2 separate regions of the Mus musculus genome follow, and region 2 is linked to region 1. A link is a contact called in public Hi-C data. All regions are on one chromosome and are shown on one strand. Each heading gives the region's core, a stretch centred on a gene start, on an enhancer-like site or on the middle of the called end of the contact. The rest is flanking DNA. Distances are from core to core; before and after follow the strand shown.

What was found. A called contact is a pair of places that touch in the nucleus more often than the background predicts.
Region 2: a contact with region 1 is called in a Hi-C map of cerebellum, with 2.6 times the contacts expected there. The contact joins two enhancer-like sites. A contact is called at or near these places in 4 of 484 Hi-C or Micro-C datasets (cerebellar granule neurons, cerebellum and olfactory sensory neurons).

The regions. Positions count from the first base shown.
Region 1 is chr5:38,783,920-38,790,226 of GRCm38.p6, forward strand. Clnk (cytokine-dependent hematopoietic cell linker) reads right to left here. Exons shown (of 19, transcript NM_013748.3): 4 at 601-629. Among named protein-coding and RNA genes, the nearest start is that of Gm22779, 87 kb to the left of the region's middle. Within about 2 kb of position 4,447, at least 27 of the 459 cell types and tissues checked have an H3K27ac peak or open chromatin away from gene starts, as enhancers often do. A contact at or near this core is called in cerebellum, where this site is marked.
Region 2 is chr5:39,453,957-39,460,245 of GRCm38.p6, forward strand. No RefSeq gene overlaps it. Among named protein-coding and RNA genes, the nearest start is that of Gm25377, 64 kb to the right of the region's middle. Within about 2 kb of position 4,270, at least 3 of the 459 cell types and tissues checked have an H3K27ac peak or open chromatin away from gene starts, as enhancers often do. A contact at or near this core is called in cerebellum, where this site is marked.

The sequences.
Region 1 (6,307 bases), core at 3,197-5,696:
GGATCCCCACACATCTGCAGATTTGTGGGCCTGACAGACCGGCTGTGCTCTGGGGCAGCTGGAGGGAAAGGCTGCAAGAAGTTGGTGCATGTTACCGGGTGCCATTCTTGTCAGTGGAAACACAGCCATCTGAGATGAGTGAGTTTTCTGAAAGCTAGGCTAATGTGTTTTCCTGGCCTGTCGTCCAGAACTACATTGGAGTGATGCTCCAGATGTCTGAGGCTAGACCACAGGGGGTCTGTAGCTTCTGTCCTGGCCCATTGAGTTGCTGTTCTTTGGGCTTTCTCTCTTGGTGTTATAAGCTGAACCCAGCTCAAGGGCTCTAGCCTTCCAGTTGTCAATGTCCAAGTACCAGTCACCTTAGTGAAGGACATCCCCCAGCTGTCTGAGTCTTCTCCATAGAGGCCCAGACATTAGAGCTGGGCAGAGAGAGAGAGAGAGAGAGAGAAAGAGAGAGAGAGAGAGAGAGAGAGAGAGAGAGACAGCCACCGCTCCTTCACATGTACATCAAAGAAAGAAAGTCAGAAAAGAATAGATAGGAAAGCCCAATGGGCTAGACTGTCATCGCATCACTTAGAGAACACAGGACGCAAAACTCACCTTTGGCACTGCTGAGGCTTGGCCATGACCTAGGGTAGGAAAGAGAACAAACATGAGCATTGGCTACCGAATCCATCATGGGCTCCAAAAGAATGAACACTCGAAAGATGCATGCCATGGTTGATTCTGTGCAGCCTGGGCAAGTGTGTTCATATGTGTGCAGGTGCACAGGCACGAGTGTCCATGTGTAAACAGTTGTACTTGTGTATGGATGTGTACCCTTGTGTGAGCATGTATGTGGAGGCCAAAGGACACCTCAGCTTGTCCCTCGGTTGGCTTTGACATTTGGAGACAGGATCTGTCGTTGGGGTGGAGCTCACCAGGTAGGCCGGGCTGTGGCCAATGAGCCCCAGGGACCATCTCATTCCTATTTCCCCAGTGCTGGAGTATAGTCACCTAGTCACCTACTCCTGCTTCCTGCTTGTTAAAAACTATTTATGTATGTATGTATGTATGTATGTATGTATGTATGTATGTATGTGGGTTAGAACTCAGGTTTCTGCAAGGTAAGCACTTTATCCTCTGAGCAATCACCCACCCAGCCCCCGGTCTGTGTAATACAAGCATGAAGCAAGCTCTTCATGTTTATATAACTGTAGGCTTGAGGTAACATTTTATTAGAGATGGTATAGAAAATAGAAGACATATGTAAGAAAAAAATCATTAAAAAAAAAAGAAGAAAAAAATCAATACCGTGTTCCTATGTGTATGTGTCTGTAATGAGGATACAAGCATACTTTTATAATCAAAACAATGTATTAATGTATATGCATGAATAATGTGTGTGTGTGTGTGTGTGTGTGTGTGTGTGTGTGTAGTTGCCACGGCACATATGTAGGGATCAGAGGACAACTCTCTGGACTTGGTTATCTACTTCCACTCTACCATGACAAGGTACCTCATTTCTCTGCTTCCTGCTCTAGGATGACCTGTCCTAAGAGCTGCCAGGCAATGCCCCTGCCTCCACTTCTCATCTCCCCTTAGTAGGGCTGCAATTACAGATGCCAGTCACAGCACTAGGCTTTTTGGGTGGGTTTCGGGCATGGAACTCAGGTGGTCAGGATAGCATCAGTGCTCTATGCACACATTAAGACACATAGGTGTTTAGATGTCTTCATGTGAGTGTGACACTCTATTCATTACGCAGTGTTATTGAAAAACACATTTGTTGGCCACTGTGGCCCTTTTGGAGAGGATTTAGGCTCTTGCTAATTATTGAGCATTGTAAACAAGATTGCAAAACCCGTCCTTTCTTGCATTGCAGTCTCATCTCTGCACATCTCGGCGGGCAGACAGTTATCCAGTCCAAAGAAAACACCAGAGTGGGGCATTCTCAGTCCCTGGTTGCACATTCCTCAGATGCTTTCTGGATGGCTTTGTATTGATTCATATTAACTTATGTTTTTACCCATTGAACATGAAGTGGCTGCCCGCTGTGTCTCACCACCACGATCCGTGTTCCAACCCCACTTTACCTATTTGACACTTGATCCTCATTGCTCCAATTTTGTTTCTGAGATGGCTACCACGTTTGAATAATTACACGCCTCTCCTCTTTGGTAAGTCACTTGGGCACATCTTTGTTCATTTTCTGATGCTAAGTTCTTGGCGTAGCCACAAACGTCACCCTTGGACAGCGTTCCCTTGGGTGTAACTTTTCCCTAGATTTGGCTTCTGGCCGGGAAAAACCCCAGGGCAATGGAAAGCTCCAAGGACTGCTGCTTCCGTGAGCTGACTTGTTTGCGCCTTTAATAACCGCTGGCCCTCTCTGCACACCTTTCCTCCGAGGCGCTCTAAGTGCGTCACAGCTGCAATTAATTGAGCATCGCAACACACATTGCGTGTAAATATTTATGAGGCCTATCTGTGGCTGGGATGTTGGGCACACAATAGTTAAGCAATGAAGCATTAGTAACCAGGAAACGGGAGCTTAGGAGTCCAGATGCTGCCTGTTCGGATACTGCCCCTTTCCTAACTTCATCTTCCAAATGACCTTGGGGAGCCGATGCCCTCCCAAACAAGCAACAGGGCACAGGGATGCACAAATAGCCCAATCCAGGCAGTCGCCGAGAGGCAAGGAAATTGCTTTAAGCTCTGCTGCTACTCCAGCCTGGCTGTCTCCCTACCCAAGCCTGTGGGATGTGCTGAGTCTCACGGGGGAGCCACGATGCATCTGCAGCCCAGAGCCCTGTGGTTAGCAGTTGGTGCCCTTTCAAGTACGCTGAGCTTCAGCAGAAACGAACAGTAAATTACCTAGTGGGACGAAAACTCTGTATGTGGAGCCTGCTAACACACTCCTGTCCACCCTAGATACATGACCTCTCCCCGCACCCCCACCGGAGATCATGGCGTCCAGATATGTAACTTATGACATGTGCAATATAGAAGGAGTTTCTACGACCGTGGCCAGTGAGTTCATTAGGAATGGAGCAAATATCCAAGGGACTGACTCCAGGCTGGGATTCTAAAGTGGGCCAGATGTAGGTAAGAACTTCTGTGCCAAAGGCAAAGTCTTCTGCAGGAACCAGGGAGGACTCTCAACACCCACTGCCTTCTGCCTTTGGCCTCCCCAGGATCTTAGAATGGAATGCTAGGCAGGAGAGTTGAGACCTGAGCCACGGTAGTGTTCTTTCTCTCCCTGGACTCTGGGATGAGGCCTTTTGGTACACAAGTGAACAAAAGATGACAAAAAAACATTGCTCATCTGTCTACCTGTCTGCCTGTCTGCCTGGGCACTGAGCAATCTTTTCAGCACAGGTTAGCACACTTACACTTATCTTCTCAATTTCTCTTTTCCCTCGAATGCATTTTTTTTAAGTTTAGATTTATGGATTGATCATTTAATAGATTTTTTTTGAGACAAGTTCTCTCTATGGTCCAGTTGGCCTTGCTTTGAACTCCCCATCTCCTGTTTCAGCCCCCCAAGTGCTGGGACTACAGATAGGTAACAGCCCAGTCCCCACTTTTCCTTTTGACTTCCAGAAAGCCATAGGTGTTACTACGCAGGTGCTGTGAAGAGCCTAGTGCTATCCAGCACTGCTGTTCTGATGACAGAGAAAGGAAGGGTGGCTGCCCGGGGGCAGGAGGAGGGTGGAGCATTTAAGGGTACAGTGTTTTGGTTTTTACAAGAAAATAGGTCTTAGGGGTAAGGTTTAGTAGCTGCAGCATGTGCATAATTAACAGAGCTGTGTGCACAGCTCGAATGTTTGAGAGCTGATCTCATGTTATGGGTTTTTATGTCATACCAAGTAATAGTTACACACAGAGATGGGAGAACATGTTTGGAGGCAGTAGATACCGGTTTCTGCCATAGGTTTTAAGCCAATGAGATCTCTTCCACTCAGCAGATGTAACTAAAACTTAACCCGCCTAGAGTGGCACAACAAACTACTGCCAGAGTCAGGTTTCCACCCCGAGTTTCATGTTATTCCCAAGCCTAGAGCAGCGACACAGCTTGCAGAAGGGCTGTGCATCTGGAAGCATCCTCCCCATTGCCAAGGCTGTCTGAAAGTGGCTGATCTGCTTCACTCTGGGTGGGGCTCCACAAGATAGTCGGGTATTCATATGTCATGTCCTCGGGGGATTCTGCACCCTAGTGGCTCTCTGTGCGTCAATGCAAGCATGTGAATTAGCAGAGGAAGTCTCAGCAAAACAGGGAAGGGGGCCGTTATTCCAGCTGAGCCTGATGCTATGATCCAGAGAGCTGGAAAAATGGGTTGGGGGTGGGGAGGCTGGCACTGTTGCCGGAGATAGAAGAAGAAGGAGGCTGGGCATTGTGGGTCTGTCTGGATGGAGTGTGGACATCATCCTGACACTAGCAGCTGCCGAGCTCTCTGGAAAGGCTCCCGTGTTAATGCTCTTTGCAGCCTGACAGCCGACGGTGACGAATGAAAGACGCTGCTAGCTGACTTTGTGGGGATTTGATATGCTCTGCCTGGGCTCCAGCGAGGGCAGCATGTTAGCAAGCTGCCCCTTGCCAGGGAATCACAAGATGTATTCTGGCTTCCTTTTGTCAACAGCATCAACAACATAACCATGTGCAAATGGACCACAGCTGGAAAGAGCACAAGACTGGCAGCATCCTCTGCCCTCATTCTCCAGCTATAGACTCCCCTTCACATCTGGGCCTGAAGGAAGCAGGTTTTTCCTTCCTCTGCACTTCCTGCGTGTGTGGCAGGTGTCATCACGGTGGCAGGCAACTTTGAAAACTATAGGATGATCAAGATTTGATCCTCACACGTCTGTGGTTTTCTGATATGAAAGCTTATTACAAATCAATTTTAAATCTGGAATTATTTTTAATTTTTAATTCTTTTAAATAATTGAATGCATTTAATGAGCTTTAATTTTTAAAGAATACTAAAACAAACACTCCCCTCCCCCACTTCTCCTGCAGCCTGGCGCACTGGATGTGAGGATACAGTGTACTCCTATCCATGGGAACACGGGTGTGCTCTCTGGGTCCCGTAGAGATGGGGCTGAGCCATGTCTCCAGGGTTGAACTCCTGGAGTAGAGACTAATAACTCATTGCTCCCTGGAATTTGGTAGCAAACCCTGAGGGAAGTGATTCATGTGATCTTACATCACCAGCCTTTTTTCATCACCCAAGCTTCCAAGCGCTACTGGTTCTAAGTCTACATCTTATTTAACCTCTCTTCGCAAAATTGGAAGGTTACTCTGGAATAAGATTCTGTAGCTTTTGAAAGACAGCTGATGTGGTTAGAAAGTACTAAACTCATTTTAAATATAAAGAGAAGTGAAAGAGAACACAATTTCTGAGTTCAGTCCTCCCCCCCTCCCCTTAATTTGAATGTCTGCATTGGGACGCACACAGACTGTCCTGAGGAACAGTGTCTTTGTCTCCACCCTCGGACTCTCATAGAACACTTGTGCCAGATGGTGAATTAGAGATGTTAGCAACTCCTTCAATTTGCAGGTGGGTGACGAGACGATTGATTCCCTCTGGAGCCAAAGGTGCTCCACACCCAGACTGGTGAACCCTGTTTAGAGGAGGAAGTTCTCACTGGAGAACTACGGGCCTAAGGTTTGGATACACACGGAATAGTCAGAGGGTGGAGAACCTGGAGGACTCAGCGGGCTGGTGTGACTGGAGGTGTACAGTGGAAAGTTTGGCGTGGCAAAGATGTGCAAAACTGTGTCTCAGTAAGGTAATCTAGGAACACACAGAGTGGTTGGAAATGGGCCAGCTGGGATGTCCAATGGTCTTGGGGGATGGGGGAAGAGCATAACGGTGGGTGCAAGTGCCTTTCTTATTTCTCAAGGGACCACAAAAATCTCCTGTATTTCCTGGATGTACACACCACCCTTGTTTGACTGAATTCAACCATACAACTGGAACAGAGCCCATCTTGAATTCTCAGACTAACTATAGTGGTCCCTAAGAGGAGATGGGCACCTCGTCTGGGGCCTAGAGCTTGGTCTGTAAGTACAGGCATATTGGTGAATGAGCAGGACTGAGTAAATGGGTGAGAGGATGCAAGCCATGCTCACATGCTCATGGGTACGAGGCATCCCATGAAGATGTAGGCTTGGAAATGCTTTGCAGCCACGTCCTATCACAACGAGGCTAATAGACTATCCAAACATAGTAGTAGTCTTCTACACCAATTCCCTCGGAGTGGGGAAGGTCTACATTTTCACAATAGTGGAGACTGGGGAGGGTCCCATGGTCCTTGGAAACTAGTG
Region 2 (6,289 bases), core at 3,020-5,519, 670 kb after region 1:
TCTATAGTAATCATTGTGACCTCTTTCTGGAATCTTTTTTTCTGTCTGTATGGACCAGACCCCTTCTCAGAGACCCTTGACTCATGGGCAATGGATGGAGGGATGTAGAAGACCCTGTACTGTAATCTCTGACTGTGCTAGTCTCAGGCCATTTTCCTGCCTTGAATTTATAGCTTTTTACTCCTCATTTCTGTTTCTGTGAGTGGCAGGTTCATCCCCTCTATTTTCTCATCATATTTTAGATGGTTTGATTGGCTTAAATAATCTTTTATTTTTTTAATGTCTGAAAGCTAAAATAGTCCTGGGATAGGGGAAGTAACCAACACATCAGCACAAATGATATAATTTGAGACTTTAAACCCACTGTAATAGTGGGGACCTTCTCCATGTGCTAGTGAGGCAGAGTTCTCTGGACGAAAAAAGGATCTGATAACAGATGAACCAGGATTTGAACCAAGATGTTCTGATCATGACCACATGTGCTCTTCCTCTAACCTAAACTGTGGCCATTGTAGTCTTTGCCAGACAAAAAGAGAGCTACAAGCAATGGGTTAGACCCATGGAGAAATGGTGGAGAACAGACTGGAGCCACAGGGAACAAAGAACATCTATTAAGATAATATTTTATTAGTCTGGGTGAGAGACAATACCATAAATGAACATTAAGGCAGTGGAGATGGAAAGATGTGGCTGCTGAATTTAGAACACACTGACTGTCAACTTGACAAAGCCTAGAAACACCTTTAAAAAACTAAGCTCAATGAGTAATTGTCTAACAGATTGTTCTGTTGGTATGCCTGTGAACAATGATTTTGCCTACTGCATGATGTAATAGCATTCAGTCCATGGAAGGGAACCCCATCCCTACAGAGATGGTCCTGGGCTGTATAAGCAACCTAGCTAAGCGCTAACCTCTGAGTGATCCAGCAAGCAGCTTTCCTCCACAGCTCTTTGCTTTAGATTCCTGCATGAGTTCCTGGCCTGGCTTCTCTCCATGAAAGCCTGTGACCAGGAAGAGGAAATAAGTCCTTTCCTCTTATAGGCTGTTTTAATCAGGCTGTTTTAACACAGCAACTGAGAGAAAACTAGAATATTTAGGTTAACTGAGTTAAAATATGTTTTAGCCCTAACCTGTGAGTATTAAAGGAAGCCGATATGTGTGTGATGGTAAAGTGTGGGAAAAGAAGTATTCTGCATAAGATTAGCTGTCAGTGCCTTAGTGAGCCCGTGCCCCTAGGCTATGACCTTCAAACTTATTTATCAGCAAAACCCATATAGGTGAGAGACAGAAGTGAAAAAAAGATTAGAAATGGGGGTGTCACTTTCCTTGTTTCAAGTGTAAGAGAATGTGTCACTAACGGGAACACTAACATCAAGATATGGATATGGCCGTACCATATAAGACTCAGAAAAGCACAGCACTCTCCTAAACTTAAGGCACCTACAAATGGTTTTTCTCTTGGGATGGTGTGTGTGTTGTCTCTAGAAATTTCCCAACTATAATTGAGGTTTTGCTAGGCGAGATGATCACAGCACTTGAGGGAGCAGGGCAGGAAAAATGGAAACGTGAAGGCATTCGTGACTATGTGGCTACCCTGTCGCAGGCAAACAGCTGTTCATAATTCCAACCCAGCTTAATCAGCAGTCAAATCAGCCCTTGTAAAGTTGGGATTCTTCGTGTATTCTGAGTTCCCCATATCATATCAGGCATCCATGGGCCATGAAGAGTTACTGTTCTACTTGTTCAGCTTTCTTCTTGGAAGAAGTGCTGTCAATCGAGAGTCTTATGTTTCATGCCCGTAACGAGAAATCTTTCATTAGGTTTTTAAAACTGGAATGGGCACAACAATGCATAGTCATTTTGCATTTGTAACCTAACTCTGCAACCTCCCCTTACCTCATCAATATAAGCCACCTAGTCTTTGCCTCATGAGGTAGCTATCCTTCAGGAGGATAACCAGTATTGATTTTTGGTTTGCTTCTGAATTACAAATAGTTCTTATGCATTCTGGGGATTAAACTAGCCATATACATTATTCACAGGTGTGGTCTCCATTCCATGGGTTGTCATTTTAGTCTGATTGTTTCTTTTGAAATGCCTAAAAGTTTATATTTTCTTTATTCTTGATACTTTCATGCATGTGTACCATGAAGCATGATCATAACCACCCCCTTTTGCCTTTAAGCTTCCTCTTGTCCCTCTAAGCACATCTTTGTCTCATTGTTGCAACTCAGCCAAGTTCCATCACTGCTGCTCATACATTCATGAGTATGTATAAGCCCATCCTTCGAAATATGGGAATACTATCAGTGGCCACACCCTTAAAAAGAATAGTTCTTCCTCTCTCAGCAACTATTAATGGCATATATGTTCATGAAAGTGGGTGAGACCTGGAGATTGTCTATCTCATCTATGCTGAAATATGATCTAGGCTGATTGTATGCAGGTTACCCAAGTGCTTTTGAATTCCTGGGCATGGTTAGTCTAATACAATCTTTCTCATTTTGTTTTATTAGTTGAGATTTTGCTGCTGCAATCACAAAAAACACTGCATAAACTAAGGCATGGCATGTTCCCTTATGTTTACTTCCAGTTTTACAATTTCAAAAGATTTAAATACATAGTTCTCTGTGCATGTACAAACAGTTATTAGGTAAGCTCCTCAAGAATGTTGTATCCAAACTATTAATCAGTAGGACATACAGAAAAGGAAAATAGTATGGAGGTTTTTCAAAACTTGAAAAAATAGAACTATTTTATGACTAAGTAATAGCACTTCTCTATATTTTAAAAATAATTGAAAATAATATATCAACTATATATTACAATAATCATTGCAGCCTTAACAGCTGCTGATATATGGTAATCAATGTGAGGTGAGTGCCCATCAAGAGATGAAGAGACAAAGAAAATGCATTCATATATGTATAATAAAATACAACTTCTCTTTTAAAAAATAAAAACATTGATCTCTACAGTAAGAAGGGTAAGCATTCGAGATCTTCAAAATGAACTAAATGGGGCAAAATGCTGAATGAATGTATGTATAGTACGTGTATATATAATAGATTCTCATATGTATAATGAAAAGTATTCACATTCAGAAATATGATAGTTAGCAGGATCAGGGTTGGCATCATGGAGCTGAGTTGTTGTTTGGTATGTTTCTCCACACAACAGTTAGCTTATAGATAGCAAGTATTGTGCACTTTAAGATGTGTCCGGAGAATAATTCTTTTGTTCTGTTCAAAACAACACAAGTTTTGTTTTTTTTTTTTAAAAAACATAAGCTTGGAACAAGCAACATGGGTCAGCACAGAAAAGCTCTTGCCTTCAAGACATTACCTGGGATACATATGGTTTAAAGAGAAAATCAAAGTGACTCCCAAAAGTTGCCCTCTGACGTTCCTGGGTGCACAGTGGCATGTGCACTCTTTTTTCCCCCTTACAACAATTGAATAGATGAACAAATATAAAAAACAGTTTTAAAAACACATACACTTAAATGCTGAATGGAAGTGGATAAAACTGATTCGCTGCCTGCTTGTAAATAAAGACTCATATAAACAGACACAATAATCAAAAGAATTCCTATTATAAGAATTACTGATATCTAGCCAATTCTCAATAAATGCTAGTCCCCTCATCTCAGTGTTTCCACACTTAATTCTAACCTCTGGCAAACTGGATTTAGGCTGAAATTTATACTAGAATTACAAGTGACTTCATTACTTCATAACATGTTTTGCCAGTTTGGAAAAAGAAAAGGCAAGAACTGAATTTAGAATGATTTCTAAGGTCATACAGAGATCTGAAATTATCTCCTGTCTCTTATTTCAATAAGGGCAGCAGTCTCAAATACAGAAAGACTGGTCTAGGCTGCTTAACTAGCCTGGCACTGGTGATCTATCAAAACTTATTTTGAGATGCAAATAATGAGTTTTTTTAAAGCAGGATTTTAGTCAACCTGTTTATTAAATTATTTTACCCTCTGTATTATTTGGACCCAGAGAATAACAGGAATGGTGTCAAGATTTTTTTGTTTAGCTTGCATTCACAACATGTATCTGGTGAGGAAGGGGTTGCCCACTGACATGCACAGAAGGTGAATGATGTCCACACAATCAGGATGATGCTTGTATATCTCCTGAAGCTCTGAGAGACTTTGAAATCACCTCCCTGACCCAAAAGGAGACTGGCACCAACAAGCATCAAACTGTTATGGATAAAGGAGCCAACTTAGAAACCTGACAGGTAATGAGATACTCACATCCGCCAAGGTGAACAGATGGCCATCTTCAGAGGACACAGAACAATTGTCACTAAAAACAGAGTCTGAGACTGTGTGAAAAGAAGGCTGCTTTCCAAACTCAGACCCTGGGAAAACAGGACAGGCTATATCTGAGATGAGAGGAAGGGAGTGGAAATTTGAGAAGGAGCTGTTGTTTGCAGAAATGGATAGCTGGGGAGATGACTTTCTCTTTGGTCTAAGATTTCTAAGAAGTAGTGCCATTGTGTATTCATTGCTGAAATAAAAGGCGCTGTCACACCTGGCAGAGATACAGGGTTGAGAGATTTAAAGCAAGAACATCAGAATAAGCTGTGTTTGTTTTGTTCCTAATGTGAAGTGTTTCAATTCTTTCCGGGAATTGGCAGGGGTGTGTGTGTGTGTGTGTGTGTGTGTGTGTGTGTGTGTGTGTGTGTGTGTGTGTATGACTAAAACTGTAATTAAATTTACATTGTACATTAATCCTTCTACCTTGAATTGGGTTTTATAATGGCAGAGTGTTTATGTATAATCTGTGAAGTTTTAAGGAACTCGGTGTTGGACAGATAACCCACCTGACCTTAACTAAAGCATTGCCGAAAGCACTGAAATTTCCATTTGGTAAGATTCTAGACTCAAGAGCACATAAATTGTGACATCTTCATTGTTCATGACAGACTCACATGTCTCCTCTGGCAGAAAGCAAATAGGCTATGACTTAAGCAAAAGTTATTATTATTGGTTTAATCCTAAAGCTTTCAAAGGGATGATAAGATGTGGCCCATTCTGATAGGTTACTTTGTTCATGTATATATATATGTATGTGTAAGCATGTGTGTGCACATATGTGTGTTCTCTATGTAGAACCCAGAGAAGGCTGCTACAAGCCCAGCTCTGTCACTTTCTCATTTCCTACTTCATTTCCTGGAGATGCTGTCTCTCACTGAAGATGGAGTTTCCCCAATTTCTTTTATTTCTGCCTCTCAACACTAGAGTTACAGTCATATACATGTATCCAGCTTTCACATGTATACAGAAGAAAGAATCTTTGGTCCTCATGCTTTCAAAGCAACTACTCGTACTCACTGAACTATTTCCCCAAACAAGTTATAATAATTTTGGATCTTTACTAGTATTAGTTTGGTTGATCAATATAACTGTATTTCATTGTCGGATGCCATGTGTTGTTTTGATGTGTATACAGTGTTTCATGGGTAAATCTAGCAGATCCATCATTTTGCTTACTCACAATCAATATCACCTCAATGTATTCATGGACAACTGCTGTAGTGTAGGAATCTATATGTTAGACTGTCCCTGTGAAAGGTCTACCACTAAATAAGCATTTTGCTAATAGAGTGATCTTTCCTCCCCATTTCTCCTGGGGATAATGAAAACAGTCATTAGCTAATATGGAAGAATCAACTGTGGATGGCACGCCCTAATCCTGCTTTCTTCTGAGGAATCAACCATGCACTGGGACCCAGTTTTCCTTTTGCTCTGTTTGATGAAATTCTTACCTGACTAACCTGGTTCCCTCTTCCTGGATGGACAATTAGTTAACTAGACCAGAGGTAACATCTGCTTACCTTTACAGGTTTATTCTTCGACTGAGTCCAGGATTTCTGATTCTTGGATAAAAAGTTCTGACAAAAGCTGGGTCTCTTTGCTTTTTGATTCTTGAACATTTATATATTATATATAAAATTAAATTTTGTGTATGGGTGTTTTGTCTGCTTGTATGTGTGTTCCCATGTGCAAGGAGTGCCTGAGGAGGTCAAAAGAGGACAACCTGAAACTGAAATTACAGATGTTGGGCATTGCCATGTGTCATGTGGGTGTTGAGAATCAAACTTGAGTCCCTGGAAGAACAAGTCAGTGTTTTTGACCACTAAGCTAGTTCATTAGCCCTGACATGTCTCATTTTAAATTTTTGTTCCACATATGAAAGAAAATGTGTAGTTGTCCTTATCAGTCAAATTTATATCACTGATTATTTTTGATTGCATCCATTTTCCTGC